2 separate regions of the Mus musculus genome follow, and region 1 is linked to region 2. Evidence: chromatin contacts called from public HiChIP or PLAC-seq data. All regions are on one chromosome and are shown on one strand. Each heading gives the region's core, a stretch centred on a gene start, on an enhancer-like site or on the middle of the called end of the contact. The rest is flanking DNA. Distances are from core to core; before and after follow the strand shown.

Region 1 (2,880 bases), core at 187-2,686, 340 kb before region 2:
CAGAAGATTGAATCTCCGAGTTAAGGAACACACCTTTAATCTGGGCTATGCCTTTCATCTGGGATTAAAGGTGTGGTGGAACACACCTTTAATCTGGGCTACACCTTTTGCTGGAGACAATATAAGGACATTGGAAGAAGGGAGTCTAGCTCTTGCTCTTGCTCCTTTGCCTGCTTGCTGCGTGAGACTGAGTAACTGCTAGATCCTTGGACTTCCATTCACAGCTGCGACTGAACAATTGTTGGGAATTGAGCTGCCGACTGTAAGTCATCAATAAATTCCTTTATTATCTAGAGACTATCCATACGTTCTGTGACTCTAGAGAACCCTGACTAATACAGGTAAGATATCTTTTTTCAGAGCAGTCTTGCTTTATTTGATTTGTGTGTGCCTGTGTGGGGATGGGTGCGTGTGAGTTCAGGTGGTTTTGGATGCTAAAAGCGGGAACCTTCTGGGGCTGGCGTTACAGGAGGCTTTGAACTGCCTGACACTGGCGCTGAGCTCTGGCCCTCTGCAGAACCGGCATGTGCTCTTAACCGCTGAGCATCTCTCTAGCCTAGGATCATTTAAAATTTTATATCCCCCTCATACATGCACATAATGTACCTTAATCATATGCAATCCTAATATCTCTTCTCACCTCCTCTCTAGAACTTTACCTTCATGCCCCCTGCCCCCTTTAAAATAACCGCCTGAGTCTAGTTATCCACTAGGTCAGACATAGCAAACCTACCAGAGCCCACGCCCCTAAGGAAAAATGACTTTCCCTCCTCCAGAAGCCGTCAATTGTTCCTCAGTTAGTGGTGGGACTTAGTGAGCTCTCTCCCAGCCGTGAGGGAATGCTGACTGGTCCGGCCGTGTGCAGGGCTTGTGCAGGTAACCATCACTGCACTACTGTGAGTTCCTGAGGGCAGTGGTCCCACCATTTCCTGACGTCAGCATTCCACAGCACTTGTTCTTACTCTCCATCCCTTACATTATTTTTGTTCCCTTTGTAACTGGTCTCCACACATTTGTCGTACGCTGATGCACGCACATAATGTGGGAGAATGAATGTCAGGGGCCGAGGACTGGCTCGGGTTCATAAGGTGCTTGCTGGAAGCCCTGCTTTCCATTCTCAGTACTGCGTAAAATGGATAAACACGCACACTTGTAATCTCAGCCCTTGTAAAGTGGAGACATTAGGATGAGGGCTTCGAAGCTATCCTTGGTACATTGTGAGTTTAAGGCCAGTATGGAGCTACATAAGACTCTGAGGTGTATGTGTGTTGGGTTGGAAAAAGAATCCAAATAATGTTGTTTCCTAGAGTTAAAACTTGAAGCAGGCACAAATGCTCAGAACCTTCTGCTATCCTTCTGCTTCCTATCCCAACACAGCCCGTGTTTCTCTCCAGTCTCAAGCAGGCTTTGTCCCTGACTTCCAGCCTCCCTGGCTTTCCCCCCTCATCCTCAGAGGGAGGGCCTCACAAACCCTCTGCTTATTGGCTCTGGATCCGTGATTGATGAGGGGGTGCTCAAGTTGCTTGGACTCCGGGGGTGGGGGGGGGGGGGGGAGAGGCTTGTGACTGGCAGGGTGTGGATTGGCTCCCTCTGTGGCTCTTCCACCTTCAAAGCCAGGGGAGATGCTGTTTCCCTGGGGCAGTCCGTCTGCAGCTCCTGGGCCTACACTGCTGTTGCTGCCTGTGTCACCAGGATCCAGCTGGCTGTGCGCTTAGGACGCAGCTGTTCATGAGTCGGTTGATTCTTTTCCGTGGGGCTGACGGTCAGCCATTTATGGAGTTTCTAAAAGGTCCTTGGAGATAGCTGCTGGGCACAGCATGACTGTTTTGAGTGGACTGTAGGGAGCCATCAGTGCTCTCCAGCCAAACGCTCTTAAAGTAGAGTCAAGTTGGGTCATTGGAACACGGGTTCTGAGTGGCCCGGGCAAGCATCTCTGCCTTGCTTCCCTATTCGCACATTGATGCTTGTTGAAAGGCTCTTTCTTTGTCAGTCCCAATTTCATCTTCAAAGCTCTGGAAATTTCAGGTGCCTGGTATTTGACTTTGGTTTCTTGAAATCATTTTTGTATTTTTAAAAACTTAAAAAATATAACCGTATGAAGTTCTATTTTTAACTAGATTAACACAACTTCGACGAACCACCCATTTGCTGTGGAGTTCACTTACAGGAATATGAGATTTCTTATCTCACATAATCCAACCTGTGCAACCAGAACAGAGTTAGAGGGACTTAGAAGAACTACAGAATTACCATGATAGTACACACATAAGTGTGTGAAGCAACTTGAGACACGGCTCTTGTTGAGAAAGAAGGTATCCAAGTTCTAGGCTGGCCTTTTGATGATGGCTCATCACCGTCCAAGCAGATCGTGGACGACAGGTTAAGTCTTGAAAACATGAAATTTCGTGAGGAGCTTGGCTGTTGTATGGCTGTACCTTGTGCTGCAGGTCTTGGGAGAACTCCAGTGCTTGCTGCAGTAAAAAATGAAGAGGAGCTATGGCTTATAAGACAAAAGTGGGTCAGAGATTTCTCCAGCAGGCAACTTCTGTATTTGGAGAAACAGTGTTCTAAAACGTTGCTGCTTTTTAGAGTCTCCAATGGAAAAATAGCGTTCAATACAAGATGGCTGCTTGATGCTGTTTCCTTGGGAGTGGAGCTTGAGATATGACCAAGTTCATTGCACATTTTAGTCAATAATATAGGCTTAATGAATGAAACTGATAGTGTTTCCATGGGAATATTAAAGCTACAAGCTTGACAGCAGTGCAACCTCTGTCATGGTTATTACTATGCATGCAAGATATGTAAGAAATTTAGTGAGATTGGCTGCCAAGACATGACACAGTACTTGTCTGGTTTTAGTTATACAGAATTAAAATC
Region 2 (2,902 bases), core at 140-2,639:
CGTGGTGGACAATACTAGTTTCCTTTATGTTTGAGAAACACTACTCAACAATGTGTTCAGGGCTTTCCTATTTAAAGGCAAGGCAAACACTAGCTCACTGGACATGTCACTAACATCCTGGTGTGGAATAGGATGTCAGGCCCTCCCTTTCTGAGGGCAAGCTTTGACAGGAAAAAAGGAAGGCTACTCTGGGATTGACAGGAGAAAAAAGAAGGAGGAGGAAGAGGAGGAGGAGGAGGAGGAGGAGGAGGAGGAAGAGGAGGAGGAGGAGGAGCAGGAGGAGGAGGAGAAGGAGGAGAAGGAGGGAGAGGAGGAGGAGGAGGAGGAGGGAGAGGAGGAGGAGGGAGAGGAGGAGGAGGAGGAGGAGGAGGAGGAGGAGGAGGAGGAGGAGGAGAGAAGAAAACGACCTCTGCAAAATTTTGTCCTACTGTTCAGGAGCTGTCTGACTGCTAGCAAGATTAGGCCTCTCCAGTCCTCCAGTCCTGAGGGGAAATCCACAGCTCCACCCTTTTCATCTCCATGACCTGCATGAAGGGTTGGTTCACAGAAATGGATGTGTGGATAGTCTTAAGAGACTACTAAGACTATATAGCATTAGATATTTAAATAGTGAGGTCACCAGGCTGACTCAGTCCCCCAGGTGTGGACTTCTCCAGTGATTTAGGGAAACAGGCACCATAAGCTAGGAGGTGGCTCCACCAGCTGGTGCCCTGGTGCCCCAGTAAAGACCAGGCCGGGGGCGTCACCAGTCAACCCCTGGGAAGCTGCCAAGTCCGCGATCCCTTGCTGTGCTCTGGGACCCAGTATGCTAGCAGCTGAACTGCAGGGCCTGCAACCTCGGTAGCCTGCCTCTGGATTACAAACTGAGGTACACTCTAGAAGCGCTAGAGGAGGAACTAAGGTGGAAAGGAGCTCGGTCGTCACTATTCAAGGCGCACAGAATGCGCACGGGTGAGGAGCTTACAAGTTTGAATTCTGCTTTGCAAACTTGCCTAGCGGCGCTCCACGCACCCGGGGTGCTGGAGGACTGGAAGGTTGGAAGGGACCGCCCACTCTGGAGCATTGCTTTAGCAGACTCTGGGCAATGTAGACCCCTAGAACTTGGTGTGAAGTTGTCTAGAGCGGGAGAGTGCAAGAGTCACTGGTAGGAGCCGTTCATCGGACACGGTGCAGGGGCATCGAGTACGGGGACCCGCTGGTGGTGACGCGCTGCGGAGACCCACCTGCGCGGGGCCCGAGGGTTCTGGACCTCTGAATAGCAGGGTGACGCTGGCTGGAGGCAGGCGGCTAGGGGAAGGGGAGGCGACGGCCGGCGGGCTGCGCGGCTCGCGGCTGGGGGCGGGGCGGGAGGGCCCGGGAGGCGAAGGGGAGGGGATGGGGGGCGGACCGGGTGCTGCAGGCTCTGCTGGACCTCAGGCTCGCACTCGGCCACTCTGCGGAGCAGGCATGGGAGCCGCGCGCGTCCTCCGGGCGCCCACACCTGTCTGAGCGGCGCACGGCCGCGGCCCCGGCGGGCTGCTCCACGCGGGTGAGTGCGATGCGGGGACCCGGCGTCTCCCGCTGGGTCCGAAGGACCAGGCGTGTGCCGGAGCCGGACAAAGAGTCGGGTGCGCGCGGGGTGGGGTGGCTGCGGGTAACACCGGGGAGTTTGCCGTGGCTTCCGCACAGACTCTGGGCTTAGGACAAGAGCCTGAAAGAGCCTCCCTCCCCGGACACCGGCTCTGTACAGCGTTTGGATTCACTCAGTGTCTCTCTTAAAGTGGATGGGGAAAAGAAGGTTTTGAAAGCGCTGTCTTGGATGCAAGGTGTTGTCTAGGGGTCAAGTGGAGCTGTGTATGGCAAGGTGTCCCTGGAGAGGTCAAGGTAGGCTCTCCCCCACGAACACACACTGTAACCTCTACCATTTTCTTTCTTTGAGTTTTGCGCCTACTGTATCTGACTTCATCGTGCTCTGAGCATTAATTTTTAACCTGGCACGTGACTATGAACACACCTTAACAAGCAAGAAAAAGTCAGCAAACACAAGTTGGGATCAGGCTCTGTGCTGGGTGCCGACTTTGCTCTGAGTGCTAAATCTAGAAAATTATGCCTGGGCTATCAACAGTTGTTGGAAGCAAATATTTCTTCAGCATGTAGCCATTTATCACAAATTGCTAACTGAAAGAAAAGATTTGCCCTCCCCTAGAACTTTTAAGAGAGGAAGATGTGTTTAGATGGAGCAATACCACCCCCTCCTGAAATGGAGCCGATTCTCCCTCCCACCTCCCTCAGAGCATCCCTTGAGAAAAGCCTCTGATTAAAATCCTGTTTGTTTTATTGTCCATTGGGTGACATCCACGAGAATTTAGAAACAGCCCGTAGCCTGTGGAAAGTTCCAGATGATTCAGGATCTCGGTTAGTATAGAAATTGCTACTCCCAGGTCTTGTAAGTGAACTTGAGAGGTCCTAGCGAATGCCTTAAGGACAGATAGGTCAATACAAAATAGCCTTATCAGGCTCTGTGAGAAGAGTTTGATTTATAGTTGAAGTTAGGTTTTTCCAAAATCCCTATTGCAAATTAGTATCAGGATATTGTTAGACATTGTTTCGGGGGGGGAAAGTGTTTAAAAGAACTATTACCTGTCTTTCTAGGAGTCTCCTAGGAGTGAGGTACAGTAGTGCATGCCTGTGAATCCTAACACTTCGAAGGCTGGGGAAGGCCAGTGAACTTGAGGCTAGCCTGTGTTATTCAGTGAACATTTTTAAAGAGTCTCTTAGAACTGGATTGGGGACGGGATAAAGAGACCGAGGATTCTTTTGAAGGCACTACATTCATTTTTTTTCTGAGTGTGCCATAAATATATGAATAAATCTTCACTTGTATTTTCCATTATTATAAACAGGCAGTAGGCAGCTTGTCATG

The links. HiChIP or PLAC-seq counts read pairs in DNA pulled down with a chosen protein or histone mark.
Region 1: an H3K4me3 HiChIP or PLAC-seq map of craniofacial prominence shows a contact between it and region 2, with 6 times the contacts expected there. The contact joins the enhancer-like site here to the promoter of Prss23 in region 2. A contact is called at or near these places in 16 of 39 promoter capture datasets (the 3T3-L1 cell line, the C10 cell line, the HPC-7 cell line and 10 more), 10 of 15 datasets of contacts at CTCF or cohesin (the G1E-ER4 cell line, the NIH/3T3 cell line, embryonic stem cells and 4 more), 169 of 484 Hi-C or Micro-C datasets (the 3T3-L1 cell line, the 63-12 cell line, the AML12 cell line and 89 more), 37 of 115 datasets of contacts at active chromatin or transcription factors (the 230-238 cell line, the NIH/3T3 cell line, Th17 cells and 25 more) and 5 of 9 other capture datasets (adipose tissue, embryonic stem cells, liver and 2 more).

What each region holds. Positions count from the first base shown.
Region 1 is chr7:89,855,342-89,858,221 of GRCm38.p6, reverse strand. No RefSeq gene overlaps it. Among named protein-coding and RNA genes, the nearest start is that of Ccdc81, 47 kb to the left of the region's middle. Within about 2 kb of position 1,436, at least 46 of the 459 cell types and tissues checked have an H3K27ac peak or open chromatin away from gene starts, as enhancers often do. A contact at or near this core is called in the STO cell line, cerebral cortex, craniofacial prominence and 5 more, where this site is marked.
Region 2 is chr7:89,516,073-89,518,974 of GRCm38.p6, reverse strand. It overlaps Prss23 (protease, serine 23), which reads left to right and starts at 1,389. Exons shown (of 2, transcript NM_029614.4): 1 at 1,389-1,528.